2 separate regions of the Macaca mulatta genome follow, and region 2 is linked to region 1. Evidence: chromatin contacts called from public Hi-C data. All regions are on one chromosome and are shown on one strand. Each heading gives the region's core, a stretch centred on a gene start, on an enhancer-like site or on the middle of the called end of the contact. The rest is flanking DNA. Distances are from core to core; before and after follow the strand shown. Region 1 overlaps BCOR (BCL6 corepressor). Region 2 has its middle 88 kb from the start of BCOR.

The links. Hi-C and Micro-C count contacts between places; a contact is called where the count stands out from the background.
Region 2: a contact with region 1 is called in a Hi-C map of fetal cortex germinal zone, with 4 times the contacts expected there. The contact joins two enhancer-like sites. A contact is called at or near these places in 2 of 14 Hi-C or Micro-C datasets (fetal cortex germinal zone and liver).

What each region holds. Positions count from the first base shown.
Region 1 is chrX:39,955,298-39,962,872 of T2T-MMU8v2.0, forward strand. All of the region lies in intron 1 of BCOR (BCL6 corepressor), which reads right to left. Among named protein-coding and RNA genes, the nearest start is that of BCOR, 91 kb to the right of the region's middle. Within about 2 kb of position 2,789, at least 8 of the 40 cell types and tissues checked have an H3K27ac peak or open chromatin away from gene starts, as enhancers often do. A contact at or near this core is called in fetal cortex germinal zone, where this site is marked.
Region 2 is chrX:40,134,522-40,142,096 of T2T-MMU8v2.0, forward strand. No RefSeq gene overlaps it. Among named protein-coding and RNA genes, the nearest start is that of BCOR, 88 kb to the left of the region's middle. Within about 2 kb of position 2,645, at least 17 of the 40 cell types and tissues checked have an H3K27ac peak or open chromatin away from gene starts, as enhancers often do. A contact at or near this core is called in fetal cortex germinal zone, where this site is marked.

The DNA.
Region 1 (7,575 bases), core at 1,539-4,038:
CCCTTCCGATCATACTAGAACGCTGCTGCTCTGGACGCTTCCCCTTACAAAGATGTGAGCCAAGTGTCGCCTACTGTAACGTGGGAGGGGTGCGAATATCGGGGATTGGGGTCCGGGGTGTAATCTGCAGGGACTGACCCTAAGGGTCGCTGCCGAGCCTGTAATGCCCGCTACACTCCCCTCCTCCAGGCAGAGCCCATGGCCCGGGGTCAGGTGTCCCCAACCTCTCTCTCACAGGCCAATGGGGGACACTTGCCCTTCTCCCAGGGCAATCTGTCCAGGCCACCCCACCAGCTTTTTGTTCCTTTCACTTTCCTTCATGGTTTTGCCACAGGGGGAGTCAGGGAACCACGTGTGTATTCAAGAGAGGGCGAATTTAGAAACAGGTGTCCCCTCACAGGAGGCCACTCAGCAACAGAAACCCAAGTCAAAAGCCAGGAATCCCTCCTTACTCTTCTCCCCACTCCACGCAAAAAGAAACCACTTGCCCCCTTTGGTCTAGTCCTTGCAGAACTGGGTCCCCACTTGGGAGTCTACACAACCTGGGGGCAAATCCAGAATAAATGTTCCACACCACGCCTCCAAAGGCTGTGTCAATGAACTTTTGTTTTCACCAGGGCTTTGTAGGAGTAAAACAGGAATGCCTTCGCCGCCATCCCCCCCCCCACCACCACCGAAGGGAACAAGCTATACCGTAAGGCTAATAACAACAGCTATCATTAGTATACAGAGGAAGCACAAAGGAACTTTTAATGCATAAAAGATGCCTAAAAGGCAGGGGTCCTGCGATCTGCAAGTGAGTCTCTCGCTGACTGTGCAGAGCCTGGGAGTCCCAGAAAGGCTGGGATGAGGGTCAGAGAAGGAGAGGGGCACCCACTTTCTTTACAAGGAACAATAGGAATCCCATGTCTGCTACTCAGTCATGGAACTCAGAGCACCCAAAACAAAGCCATGGAACAACTGCGGTATAGATGGGGGCCCATGAATTTTTGTAGCTGTTCAGGGCTTAATTACTCCTCCTTGATCCGTGGGACTAGACACGACACCGCCAAGGTTAAAATGCCCCGAACAGCGCCGAGCAGATGTGAGCGAGCTGGCAGACGCGCAAATGAGGCCTGCCTCGGAGCACGATAACAAGTGACTAATACATTGCATATCGTTGAAAGAAAATTATTTTTCTCTAATTTGCATTTGCTTGGGGGAAAAAAAGCCAACGAGAGTCCCTCCTCACATGCACAAGTCTAATCCTGGAAATACAGCCCGGCTGCTTTAAGAGAGCTGGAAGGAGGGAAAGACTGCCAGTGTTTTGGCGTTGCAGGCTTGTTTATCTTTCCGCCTTTCCTCCAAGGCGAAACTCGTTTTGCAAGCAACATTCCTACAGAAAATGGCACACGTCATAAAAAGAGACCAATTTATAGAACTGGCACCGAAGTTCATGTCTCACTCCAGAAGCATCTCCCAGCTCCCCATCGGAAACCCAACTAGATGTAGAAGTCCATGTTAAAACTTAGAGAGTAGACTTGGGGAGGGGGCGGTGCTGGGCGGGGGGAGGAGAGAATGAACTAGATTTGCAGATACCCTGTAGGCTGTACACCCAGAGGCCAAAGTCATGCGGAAGGGTAGAATATAGAATTAAGTCAGCCCTAAATGATGTTCCAAAACGCAGGGAGGACCAGGCAGGTGCCAGGGCTTGGAAGGCTTCAACCTTGGGATTCACGGGGGAGAGGAGTGAATTTTTACACCCAGCTTGCCCCAGGACGGTCCAGAGGCAGGTCCACATTCTTTGCCATCCTAAGTCCACCTGCTTGGGCCAGCCACGAACCTCCAGGACTGGCCTAGTGGGTAACTGCCGCCACCAACTGCTCTCCCTCCCACCCTGGCGCCTCTCTGCAGGGCCTGGCAGGGTACCAGGAACTCAAGAGAAAGCCTGTGGCTGTGGGCATCTAGTTGATGAAGTCAGAGTAGGTGGTGCTGTGGGCAGGCTTCAGGACGCACCTTTGCGTACTGCAGTTGAAGGCAAATGTGTTCTTGAAAACGGGAAGGCTTGGGAGAAAAGGTTAAGGCATGTGGGTAATCAAAAGCCAATCTGACCTCCCTTCCCCCCAAAATACACCCCCTTCAGGGTACTGAACCTGCACACTTGCATTTCCAAGCTGGAAACAGTGCCGAGTGCACAGAACACAGCACCCGCCTGTCTCTAACTTGTCTGAATAACAGGGCCATTTCAGAGGGGAACAACGGCCTTCAGAGCCTCTGCAATTTCCAGAAAGCTTTCAGTTAATAACACATTCTTTCCAATAAGCTTACTTAGGGCTGAAAGTTATTTTCCCAAATCTTAAAAACTCTGTCACCAACAGCTGAGGACCCAGTTCAACGGATCCTGGCCAAACCCCACCAACACGGTGACACTCACAGCCCCGTGGGCCTTCTCCCGCCACCTCTGCCTCACCACAAGTTCCCTAAACCACAACATACAAACCATCCTGCACCCCACCACAATCCTGGGAAGTCATAAAGATGTGTATTGGGGATGGGGGGGTGGGTGTGCCGTGGAGCTTTCTCTCATCTGGGGATGCGCTGGCCAGAAAGTGGCCGCCACCTCTGCAGCTCGTCCATGGGCCTGCATAGTGCGCGCTTTGTGTAAGTGCTGAGGAGGCGCAGCGCTGCTCGCGCGCCAACAGCTGTCACATTATTTGCACTCGCTGTAAACAGCCTTCACATTCCCCCCTTACCACATAGTTAAAGCCAGACTAACAATCCACAGTTAGAGATCAAACCAACAACAGCAGCATTGTGTCTGCCTTCGCTGCCTTCGCACCAAGCCCAGCAGCTGGCAGGTTTCTCCGGAACAAGGGACCCCTTCTCCCCCTACCCCTCCAGGCTCCAGCCAAGGCTAGCCAAGGAAGCATGCGTTTGTCAGCGCTGTTTGTTAAAGCAAAAGAGCACCGCCATTTCGCAGAGATTTCCGTGTGGCTCATCAGCCCTCTCCGAGAGTTTACTCCTTCTGGAAGCTCAGGGAAGCATCATGAGAATAAAGGTTACGGAGACTCGTAGGGTTGGTTTCCATGCTCAGCAAAGTGGGGTCTGGCCAGGCTGGGGCCGGGACAGGGAGGTCTGCCCCTCTCCATGCCATGTCACAGAGGCCAGACAGGTCTGCGCTTTCTGCAGCCCTCAGAGGAATGCTTCCTGTCTTTCGGAAATTGCCCAACTCACTGAATACTTACTGGCCGCCCCACTGATCAAAATGTCTCCTTTATGATTTTTGGTTAAGTTGAACATTTCCATAATCGTCATTATTAGTGCAAATTACACGCCTAATCGGTCCTTAAATAGATTTTAATTAAATAAGCATACAAGGCTCATTTTATGACTTAAGAAAGGCATTACTTTTCGTTATAAACTTTCCACCAGGATATCGAATAACGATAGCAGACAAATACTTATTCTTTGAAAATCACCAATAACCGATGGGCAGAGTATCATGAAACATACCCTGTTCTACCCTCTGGAATCAAAGCTGAGACCAGACATATCACAGCGGTACAACTTTCCTCCTGGGATGGGAGAGAGGATTTCTTCCTCCAAAGCACTATGTCTGTCTTCCTTGTGGCCAGTAGAAATAAACCCCCAGTGCTGCTTTCCCTACCCATCTGATGAGATTTCTCTAGCTGATGTCCTCTAGCAACCACTACTCCCCCACCACCTCCATCCGTTTTCCACCCCTTTGCCTGCTTAGAGTCCTGGTGCAAAGCGGGCAGGCTGTGCTTGTTAAATGCTGTGTAAAATGCTGTTAATAAAATAATAAATACAAAGGATGGAGGCTGCTGGTTCCACTGGTGTTTTGACTGGAAATGCCTTGGCACTTGTCATGTGTTTATGGGAGGGCAGACAACGCTAGGATTTACATAGTTTGGACATTTCTGTACTTCATTTATTCTTTCCTAAATGACGTAGGCCTCGAGCTATTTCAAGTTTGCATTTGTACAGAACTGTTAAATGCCTAGGAGTTTCTCCAATTAAACCAAGTTTAAAATCAGACCCAAAGCTGGAACATACACTCAGACTTGCCCAACTCCACCTTCAGCCTCGGTGGCTGGAGAACAAACAGATCCTCGAAAACAATCAGTCCTCGAGCTCCCCACCTTCACCCCCCTCTCCAGGAGGGCCCCTAGGGCAAAGGTTAAGGCGTCTCTAGATTCCAAGCCCGGCCCAGGCTACACACTGAGGCAATCATTGCAGTTAGGCGCATCTTGTCCATAGACTACCTTTAAAATCGTGGGCTAAAATCGGGGGGGAAACTGCTGGCCTGGTAAAACCCACTGTTCACAAAACAATGTCAGCAAAGGCTGTAAGGCATTCTTTAGAGAGGGACCAGGGATTCGTGCCTACTGAAGCTCTTTCAGCACAAAGGCTTTTAGGGGAAGAAGGGAAAAAGAGGGAGGAGGAGGGGGAGAGGAGGAGAGAAAGGGAGGGAGGGCTCCTGTTTCAGAGCAGGCATCCCCTGAGAGTCAAGAACCAAGTGTAGCTTCAATCAAACACTGACTTTCCCTCTGGGAGTCGAGTAGGAAACCTGATCACAGTAGCTTACTACCGGCCTGGATCCATACAGGTCTGGTTTTCTTCTCATGCTAGTAATTTTTTAAAATACATATCGATATAAAAGAAGCAATCCCTGGCAGACTTTGTTGAAAACCACATTGAGCCCTCATAACATCCGGACTTAATCCTTATCAAACAAACCACAGCACCTCTGGCCTCTGCACCAGGCCACCCCCTCTCACCTCTTCCAACCAGGTCTTGCCCCTCTAGACACCATCGTTCCCCCCCTGAAATAATGCCAGGAAGCCTTGCCAAAGGGTACCCAGATACCGGCTCTGAAATAAGTTCCTAACCATATAATGATCCCACTTGGGGGGCGGGGGAGAAGCAAGTCTTTTCATATGGAATCCTTTAAAAGGCAGAATGCAAACTACGGTAACAAAGGGAAAGAGGAACCCAGGAAGACGGACCTAGAATACCCGCGTAGGGGAGATTAAATCTGCATCCTTGGGTCCCAGGACACAGACCTAGCAAGTCTCAGGGGGTCTCAGGGGCAGCAGGGAATGGAGGAGCAACCTATAGGAACATGACAAGTCATTCAAAGCAATTATTCATCCTTGAGGCCTACTATGCGCCAAGTATTCTATTTAGATCCTAAAGGTGGATAATTATTCCCAGTCTTACAAATGAAAAAACTTACTGGGGCTCAAAGGCCGTAAATAACTTGCCCCCAAGGTCACACAGCTAGTAAAAAATGGGCCACGGTCAAACTCAGTCCTGGAGTTGCGGAGAGGAGCCAATTATTGGTCTAATTGTGCCATTTGAAATCCTGATTTTCACATATTGTCTCCTCTGAAAAGCTTCCTTAGGCCTTATGTACCCAAGAACGAGATAAAGAGTGTTTAACACTTATGTTACTTGGTCTACAGTGAGCCTCGAACACAGTTTCTCCTATATCTAGTCATCTCCTGGTCCACTCAAAGTCTTTCACCATTTCCCCCTACATCCTACAAATCTCCCTACGTTGTTATACCCTGGTGTAAGGCCAATGCGCTCAACAAGCCTCCCCTTTCCCATCCCTCCAGCACCCCAGAATAGACAGGGGTAGGTGGGTCGACTCCTTTCAGGTCTCTGGGAAAAGTGCTGACTACTGGTACTAGGACCTAGGCTTGCCACCCCAGTTTTGCCACATAAAGCAATAAATCAAATTATCTAGATAGAGCAAAAGCCATTTGGAGGAAGCTCCTCCATCTACCTTTCCTAGGATTTAAAGGAAAAACCCCAGGGAACAAAGTAGTGTGGCAGAGGGAATTAAGATGGAAGACGCCAGCAAGATGTTCTATTGGGCCACCCAGAGTCCCCACAAAAGCGCAAGCCGGGGGATGGGCTATCTCGTCCTTTCCCCAACCTTTCTTCACAGAAGCGCCCGGCGGCAAACCTCAGGGCCCAACATCCCCTCCCCATCTTATCCCCAATTTCCGGGTCTGCCCCAGGCTTTCAGATGCTCCGGGAACTACCTACACCCGCGGAGCCTGCCAAAGCCACCTCCGGCTCTGCTCGATGGGGAAGGGCAGGGGCACCAGACACTCGGACTTCCCGGCCCTGGACTGGTTACTCCTCCAGACGCTGAAGCTCCGGATGTGCGAAATGGCTCCGCAGTGCGACCGGGTGTGCAGGGGCCTCGGCGGCGGGAGGGACTGAGGGGAGACGGCGGCGCCGGGGCGCTCACCCCGCTAGCCAGCTGAGCACGCCCCCGCAGGCCGGCCGCCCCTGGCTCCAGGCCAGCCCTCTGCAAGTGGCGTTCTTTCTCTTTTTTAAACTTTCCGGCCGTGGCGAACGGGCAGGGTTTCCAGCCCTCCCCGGCCCCCACCCAGTTCGGGGCGGGGCGGGGCGGGGCGGGGCGGGGCGGGGCGTGCCCGGCCCTCCCAACCCCTCCGGGGAGGCGATTCCCCCCCCCCAGTCCCGGGCACCGCTAGACTGCGGCCAGGGCAGACGCCTTTCTCCACCCCACCCCACACCCGCCTACTTTGGCCACCTGGAGAGGACGGCTTCCCGAAGCGATGGCCGTCCAGCCAAGCCTGGGACCGCAGCGTCCGGGGAGGAACTCCCTACAGCGCCAACGGTCCTGGCCTGCCCGCGGTGCGCTCTCTCAGAAAGGTCTATCGCTCCGGGAAGGCGGGGGGGGAGAGAGCGAGGCGGGAAGGGGGGACGGGCTGCTTTTTTTTTTTTTTTAACTCTTCAAATGCAAGAGCTTTTTGGTGTCCCTAGCACGATTGCGAGCGCCTGGCCAGGCAGAACAATAGAAATGGAGGGGGGACGCCGGAAATGGTGCTGGAAGACCCCTATAACCCTATAAACCTCTCCTCCCCCTATTAGTTCCTATTAGCATTGAAAGATCCTAGTGACTTCAATGCAAAATTGTCTTTTTATAACTTTTTTCCTAAACACATCCCCCCTCCCCACATGAAATCACAAGGGCAAAGATCGCTTCCAAAGTTGCGACCTTCCGAGGCTCCAGGGCCTCTCACCCGCTCCGCCCCTGGCACCCTGACCTGACTCAACCCCATCCCCCAACAGTTCCCCTGGTTTGCACCTAGACAATAAATTTAGTTTAATTTAGCTTCCGGTCTTTAATTTTAGCAGGTCTCCTTTTTGCATGCAAATCAATATGGCAATTACCATCTAAAAGCTCGCCCAGCCCCGGGTCAATGTAAATTGATCATTGTCCGCCTTCCACAAAATAACATCGGGAGTCTGTGGTGCATAATGAGATTATACTGGAAACTGTCTTTTAGATCACAAATTATTTTTTATGCTGTCAGTATCTTCTCCGAGTGGACTTCCCCGCTTCTCTCATCATGGAAAGCCGAGCCCGTGGGTGCCGGCTGGGGAGACACAGCTCTATAACAATGACGGAGTGAAGACCCCAGTTTCTGAGACCCTCGATTGTAAACACTTGGAGGTGAGCTTGCGCCCCAAAAGGGGGCCTTCTACAGAAATAGCGCAGAAAGGCATCGTTAATGAACTCCACCCAAC
Region 2 (7,575 bases), core at 1,395-3,894, 180 kb after region 1:
TTTTGTCAGTACCTAATTTCCTGTGTTAAATCTCTTCTTGCTTAAAATAGCTGGAGAGGTTCTCTCTTTCCTGCAATGGAACTCCAACTGCTGTCAGGGTAACCCCCATTTGCTCACAAGGTTATTGATGGAATGAAACGAGATGATAAATCCCTTTATGTATGCTAGGTATTTGTCTTTTTCTTTTTTTTTTTTTTCGAGGCAGAGTCTCGCTCTGTCGCCCAGGCTGGAGTGCAGTGGCACGATCTCCGCTCACTGCAAGCTCTGCCTCCTGGGTTCACGCCATTCTCCTGCCTCGGCCTCCCGAGTAGCGGGGACTACAGGCACCGCCACCACACCTGGCTAATTTTTTGTATTTTTAGTAGAGATGGGGTTTCACCGTGTTAGCCAGGATGGTCTTGATCTCCTGACCTCGTGATCCACCCACCTCGGCCTCCCAAAGTGCTGGGATTACAGGCATGAGCCACCGCGCCCGGCCTGCTAGGTGTTTTTCAAAAACGGGTCTCTTTTTTTCAGAGGTGACTAAATGTGATAGAAACCCTTGTGACAAGCCACCCTAATTTGTACAAGCTCTCAGCCAGTTGTTTTACATAGAGTTGCTGGGGCAGGAAACAACCTGAAAGAATTCAGATTCTTTGGGTGGGTCGCCTGCTTTCAAAGGCTCATCAAGTCCTTGTACTTATTCAGGGGGAGTTCTGCCTCCCTGCCTACCATTAGAGCAATGACTGGCACCACAGGCATGGCACAGGCAGCTGGGAAACGTGACAGGCTTCCTGGTGTGAGCCCAGAAGTTCAGCTGCCAGAGATCCTCCTCCGTCTGTGACTGTGCTCCACCATGATCACTACTAGTTCGTGTTAAAGCACACTGTTTAGGCTGGGCGTGGTGGCTCACGCCTGTAATCCCAACACTTTGGGAGGCTGAGGCGGGTGGATCACTTGAGGTCAGGAGTTCCAGACCAGCCTGGCCAACATGTGAAACCCCGTCTCTACTAAAAATACAAAAATTAGCTGGGTGCGATGGCTCACACCTATAATCCCATCACTTTAGGAGGGCGAGGCAGGCAAATCACTTCAGGCCAAGAGCTGGAGACCAGCCTGGCCAACATGGTGAAACCCTGTCTATTCTAAAAATACAAAAATTAGCAGGGGTGGTGTCATGCGCCTGTAGTCTCAGCTACTCAGAAGGCTGAGGCAAGAGACTTGCTTGAACCCGGGAGCCGGAGGTTGCAGTGAGCTGAGATCGCGCCACTGTACTCCAGCCTGGGCGACAGAGTGAGACTTCATCCCCCTCCCCCCAAAAAAATTTTAGCTGGGCGTGGTGGTGTGCACTTCTCATCTCAACTACTTGGGAGGCTGAGGCAGGAGAATCACTTAAACCCGGGAGGCAGAGGTTGCAGTGAGCGGAGATGGTGCCACTGCACTCCAGCCTGGGCGACAAAGCAAGACTCTGTCTCAAAAAAAAAAAAAAAAAAAAAAAAAGAAAAGAAAAGAAAAAAGCACGTTGTTTAATTCCTGCCTCCTCCCAGTTAATCTCCACGCGATATTTACAAAACCTTCCCCTCCCCTCCCATGAAGAACAGGCTGACAAAAGATCTTGCTTTCTGTGGTGAAGAATGTTCTCATGGCCATGGCATTGGCCTCCTGAGTTAGGAGTTTCCAGAGAAAACAACTGAGAGGATGTAAATTGTACAAGGACAGGTTGCTTGGGGAGAAGTTCAAAAGACAAGGCTGGGCTTGGAGGACTGGGCCACCCATGCAGAAGGGCGTTGGGTGCTGCGAAAGGAGAGGAACACAGACCTGGAGAAAGGGTGTGAAAGTAAAGGGGGATCTTGGAAAGCCCCCCGGCCCCCGACCCTGTTCAGTGGACAGAATGCTTCTCTCCCCTCATAGATCCAAATCCTTCATCTTCCCATCTCACCCTCTTGCTCTCTGTCATTCGATTTCCTGCCACAAAATGGGGACCCTCTCTGGAGTGAGGAACCAGGCAGGTGGCCCTAGGGGCCTCCAAGCTGGGTGGAAGCTGGGCTGGGGTTGGTTGCCGGAACAATCCAGGCTCCACTCCAGCCCATAGGGGGCTTGAGGCTGGGTGGGTGTGATAAACTGTTTCAGTGGTTTTCAGGAGCCCTAATCAATTGCGAGGCAGAGCAAAGCCCTCTGGGGACACATAAAGCCAGCCCTGTGTCAGTGCCCAGTTGGAGTTTGTGTGGTTTGAACTCTTGTGTGGTTTGGACAAGTTCACCGGGTTTTGCTGGGGCGGTTTATTCTGTTTCCAAACTGCAGTAGAGGGAGGCAAACGGCCCTTGGACCCTACAAGCCACTCCTGAAATGCGATAGGTGGCCTCTCCTCTCTCCCGCATGGTCCCAAAGGCTCAGGGAAGAGAGGCCGGGCAGGTCCAGGCCATAGCGTTCCTGGTTCCCGCCGGTGGCTCCGGGTGTAGACATTTCTAGAAACGCTCCCCCGCCCAAGGCTGGCTAGACCTTCCCGTTGGGGAGCTGAGCTGCTGCAGGTTTGACTGTCTGCTCCCGCTTCCAAACTAGAAAGACAAATGCCCACTTTCGGATTCCATCTTCTGCCACGGACGCCTCCGGGACGCGCAGCCGCCCGGCGCAGAGGAAGCCCGGGACGCTGGGGACACCGCCTGGAGCCTCCGCGCATAGCACCGGGGCGTTTTTTTCCTTCCAGCTGGAGGCTTCCCATTTAACCTCTAAAGTGCCAGAAGATCCGGATCTCTCGCGGGCAGGCCTTTGGCTGGCTCTGGGCGAGGCTGGGACCCCAGATTCGAGTGCCTCGGGCGAGCACTCGGCGTGCAGATGTCTTGAGGGGCCTATGCGCTGGAGAGGAAGTCTGCCCAGCGAGGTGGACGGACACTGGGCCCTCGGGGACCCATCTGACAACGCCTGGTTCCCTGGGAAGCCTGTGCGAGCCTGCGGGGGGCCAGGGCAAAATAGAACCAGGAACATGTGTTGTTTGGGAGGGAAGCCGGGGCGCATGGCATGTCTCAATAGTGCTGGCACCCTCCAGGGACCTTCCTGCTTCCACAGAAGGTGGGGACGGGGAGGCGAGCATGGAGAGAGAGAAAGGGAAGTGGGAAGAAATTGGTCACGGAGGAAGCTATTTTTATGCTTTGCTACAGCTGCGTGCGTTTCTCTGACCAACTAGGCAGCGAAAATTAGACCGGCTCCGGTTGAAAACAGGCCCTAAACTTCACCGGGGGGTGGGGGTAGTGGGACACGCGCAGGAAAGGGGAGGAGAGGGGGAAATCCCCGTGGATCTGGCAAACCCCACTGTCCCGGAAGCTGTCAATGCGCAGCGAACAAGCTCCCCTGCCCTCCCCGGCTCCAGATGCCTCAACCTTCACCTTGGATGTCGGAGGCATCCTTTCCCCTCTGTGTCACATCTTGGGCATGACACAGCCAAGACTGAGGGTTAGTTCATCAGTGTCTTCTGCTTTTAGGCCTCAGAGGACCTTATCCTTTTTGGCAGGGGACCAGACCTCCTGGGTGGCCTCCGTCACCACTAAGTCACTTGGGCACCTGGAGAAATGGCAAAGGTCCCAAACAGGAAACCAAGATTGGGAAGTGAGGACCCTAGAATTAGAATGTTTTGGGGTCTATGATTGTCTAGGTCAGCGGTTCCCAAAGTGTGGTCTGAGGATCCCTGTGGTTCCCTGAGCCCTTTTCAGACTGTTCTTTTCTAACTGCAAAGCTCCATTAGGCTGGATTTTCTTCAACCAAAACAACGTATCACAACGCATTGGATGCCCAAGCCACTATGAGGAAGCAGCTGTCTTCGATTAAGCCAGATATTAGAGAGGTTTGCAAAAATGTAAGAACGATGCCACTTTTCTCCCTAAACTTTTTTGTTTATTTGTTTTGGAAAATATGGTTATTTTTAAATAGAATTGTGCTATTGATGTTACTATAGATGTTACCATGCATTTTATCCATTGCTGTGTAACAAGTTACCCCCAAAACTTTAGTGGCTGAAAACAACAGACATTTATTAACTCACACAGTTTCTGTGGGTCAGGAATCTGGGAGCAGCTTAGCTGGGTGGTTCTGGCTCAGGGTCTCTTAGGAGACTAATCAGGGTGTGTTCCAGGGGTAGGATCATCTCAAAGCTCAGCCGGGGAAAGATCCACCCCCAGGCTCACTCGTGGCTGCTGACAGGCCTGGGTTTCTTGCCACGAGGCCCTCTCCATGGGGCTGCCTCGTGACAAGGCAGCTGGCTCCTCCTAGGGAGAGAAAAGAGGGCACCCAAGACAGAAGGCACAGTCTTTTTTGTAATCTAATTTTGGAAGCCACATCCCTATAGGACAATAGATCTATTAGGAGTGAGTCTGTAAGTCCAGCTAGCGTTCAAGGGGAGGGAATTACTCAAGGGTGTGGGTGACAGAAAGTGGGAATTACTGGGCACCATCTTAGAGGCTGCCCACCACACATGTAATATATTAATGATTGTTATTTTTAGATCAATTAATACATAAATATTAAAAATGTTCCTGTTTTCATTTTTAATGTGGGAAATACTGATAAGACCAATATAACCAAAAGCATTTTGGAGTCCTCGATAATAAATTAAAAAGTCAAGGAGTCCCAAGACCTAAAGGTTTGAGAACTGCTGGTCTAGGTTTGTGGTATTTACAGGAGAAGTACCTTGGTACTATGTGGGGGCCAGTCCATCCACCCACCCATCCACCCATCCATCCATCCATCTATCCCTCCATCCATCCATCCCTCCATCCTTGCATCCATCCATCTACACACTCAGCTATCCACCCATACATGCAATCAAAATATTCGAACTACTGGGCTAGGGCTGGTGCTTTAACAGTAAACAAGACCGCCAGTGATTGTCCTGTGGAGCTATAATTTGTTAACAGATTACACAATTAACAAATAAATAAGGTAAATTTTTAAAACAGTAACTTCAAGTTGTGATAAGTTGGGGCCCCAAAGCCTAGACCCTGGAGAAGCAGTTACTGTTGAATTGACACTATTTTGGGGGGCATTATAATAGGTGACCCACACTGTGGGTGAGGTGGGCCCAGACTGCATGGTCCAGGGAGAAGGGAGTATGTCCCAGCTGTGGCCAGATAAGTGTAAAGCCCTAATGAGCCAGAATAATCTGGTATCTCCCAGGTTCTTCATGCCTAGTTAATTTTTGCCCCCCACCCACAATGAGTTTTTCATAAAAGTCCAGCTTCCTTTAAGTCTCTAGGGCAAGCCTGGGGGGAAATAGTCCAGGTTTGTCCTGGAAGCCAGGGTACTGGTGACTCTGAGACTTAGGGTGAGAGGCTCTCACATGGAGGATGCAACCCATATGGGCAGAATAACTGGGACTACAGGCGCGTTCCACCATGCCTGGCTAATTTTAAAAAATGTTTTTTTGTAGAGACCCAAGCTGGTCTCAAGCTCCTGAGCTCAAGTGATCCTCCCACCTCGGCCCCCCAAAGTATTGGGATTACAGGCATGAACCACTGTTCTCCACCTGATAACATTTTTTGGGAGGAGGTAGGGATAGTCTGGGGCAGAGACAGGCAGTGATCCCAAGCTGGAGACACAAGGAGGCCAGGCTATGGGACAGAAGCAGGGGGTGGGTGGCTGGGATGGGAATAGAGCATACATGACAAATAGTGGCTGAGCACAGTGACTCACGCCTGTAATCCCAGCACTTTGGGAGGCCAAGGCGGGCAGATCACTTGAGGTCAGGAGTTCAAGACCAGCCTGGCCAGCATGGTGAAACCTGCCGTCTCTACTAAAAATACAAAAATTAGCCAGGTGTGGTGGTGCACGCCTGTGATCCCAGCTACTTGGGAGGCTGAGGCAGGAGAATTGCTTGAACTCGGGAGGTGGAGGTTGCAGTGAGCTGAGATCACACCATTGCACTCCAGTTTGGGCGACAGAGCAAAACTCCGTCTCAAGGAAGAAAAAAAAAAAAGACAAGTAGTGACCTTTCCTACTTAAAACCCTTGCCTAGGCCAGCCCTGTTCTGAGCATCAGCTGAAAGACTTTGAGCATTTTTAAAGAGGAAATGTGCCCCCTCCGGCTCCCCCCAACTCGTGGTTTCACAGTGTATATTGTGCTTCAGAAGGCAGGGCTCACCCCCTCAGGGGACACAGCAGCATTAATCTGTTACAGCTGCTTTTAGTGACCAGGTCCCAGCACACAACAGCCTCCAGAAAGACCAGGCCAGGCCTCTTTGGAATTACATGGGGCAGGGGTGCTTTTTTCTAGGGTGGGTGGGTCTTTGCGGACCAGGCACAATTCTGCTTCCAGAGCAGTCTTCACCATAATGGTCCGTTGGTGGCTTCAACCTCAGATTTGAATGTGGGCTGCATCACAGCAAAATGCTAAAACCTTGTGAATATTTGTATGCAAGTTCAAGCCCTATTTGGCTCTTGACCCCTTTTAAGAGAGAACGGGATGTTGCCATTGGTTTCAGGCCTCATCTGTGGATTAAATTGAGCTAATAATAGCCAGCTCAATTGCCCCTAACATCAGTGGTTCCGGAAGCATGGTCCTGGCCCGGCAGCATCACTGGGGAGCTTGTTAGAAACACAGATGTTGGGGGCTCACACCAGACTGGCTGAGTCATACTCTTTGGAGATGGGCTGAGGCCTGGGGATCTGTGTTTTAACAAGCCCTCCGGTTGATTCTGATGCCCATTCAAGTTTGAGAGTCACTGTTCATTAAGTGTATTAAACCTATTTAAGAGATGAAGAAAATGCAGTCCAGAGGGGCATAAGTAACTCTACCGGGATCAAGCCGCCAGCAAATGGAGTGCCCGGACTCAAACCTGGGTGTTTCATTGGAGGAATTATGTGGGCCGAGCATGGTGACTCACGCCTGTAATCCCAGCACTTTGGGAGACCAAGGAGGGAGGATCTCTTGAGGCCAGATGTTTGAGACCAGCCTGGCCAACAGAGCAAGACTCCCCCATCTCTAAAAAAAAGAAAAAAAAAAAAAAAGAGGAACTGTTTTTTCTTTTGTTTCTTCCGGTCCACCCATCCATCCTCTTTCAGCCTCGATTCTCTCTCCTGGGGTTCTCAACTTGGCTGCATATTGACACCAGCTGGGGAGCTTTAAAAAATAATATTGATGCTAGGGCTTCACCCTAGGAAACAGCATCTGCAGGGGGTGGCTCCAGCATCTGTACTTTTTTCTTCCCTGATCACAGGCAGCTTCACCCAGGTTCCGCTGCCATGTAAAATGTTTCTTGGCCAGGCGTGCTGGCTCACGCCTGTAATCCCAGCACTTTGGGAGGCTGAGGCAGGCAGATCACAATGTCAGGAGTTTGAGACCAGCCTGGCCAACATGATGAAACCCCATCTCTATTAAAAATACAAAAATTAGCCGGGTGTAGTAGCGCATGCCTGGTAATCCCAGCTACTCAGGAGACTGAGGCAGGAGAATCGCTTGAACCCAGGAGGCAGAGGTTGGAGTGAGCCGAGGTCGCGCCACTGCACTCCAGCCTGGGTGAAAGAGCGAAACTCAGTCTCAAAAAAAAAAAAAAAGAAGTCTCTGATGAATGCATTTGCACTAAGGTGTGAGTAATTGAATGTGTTACCTTTC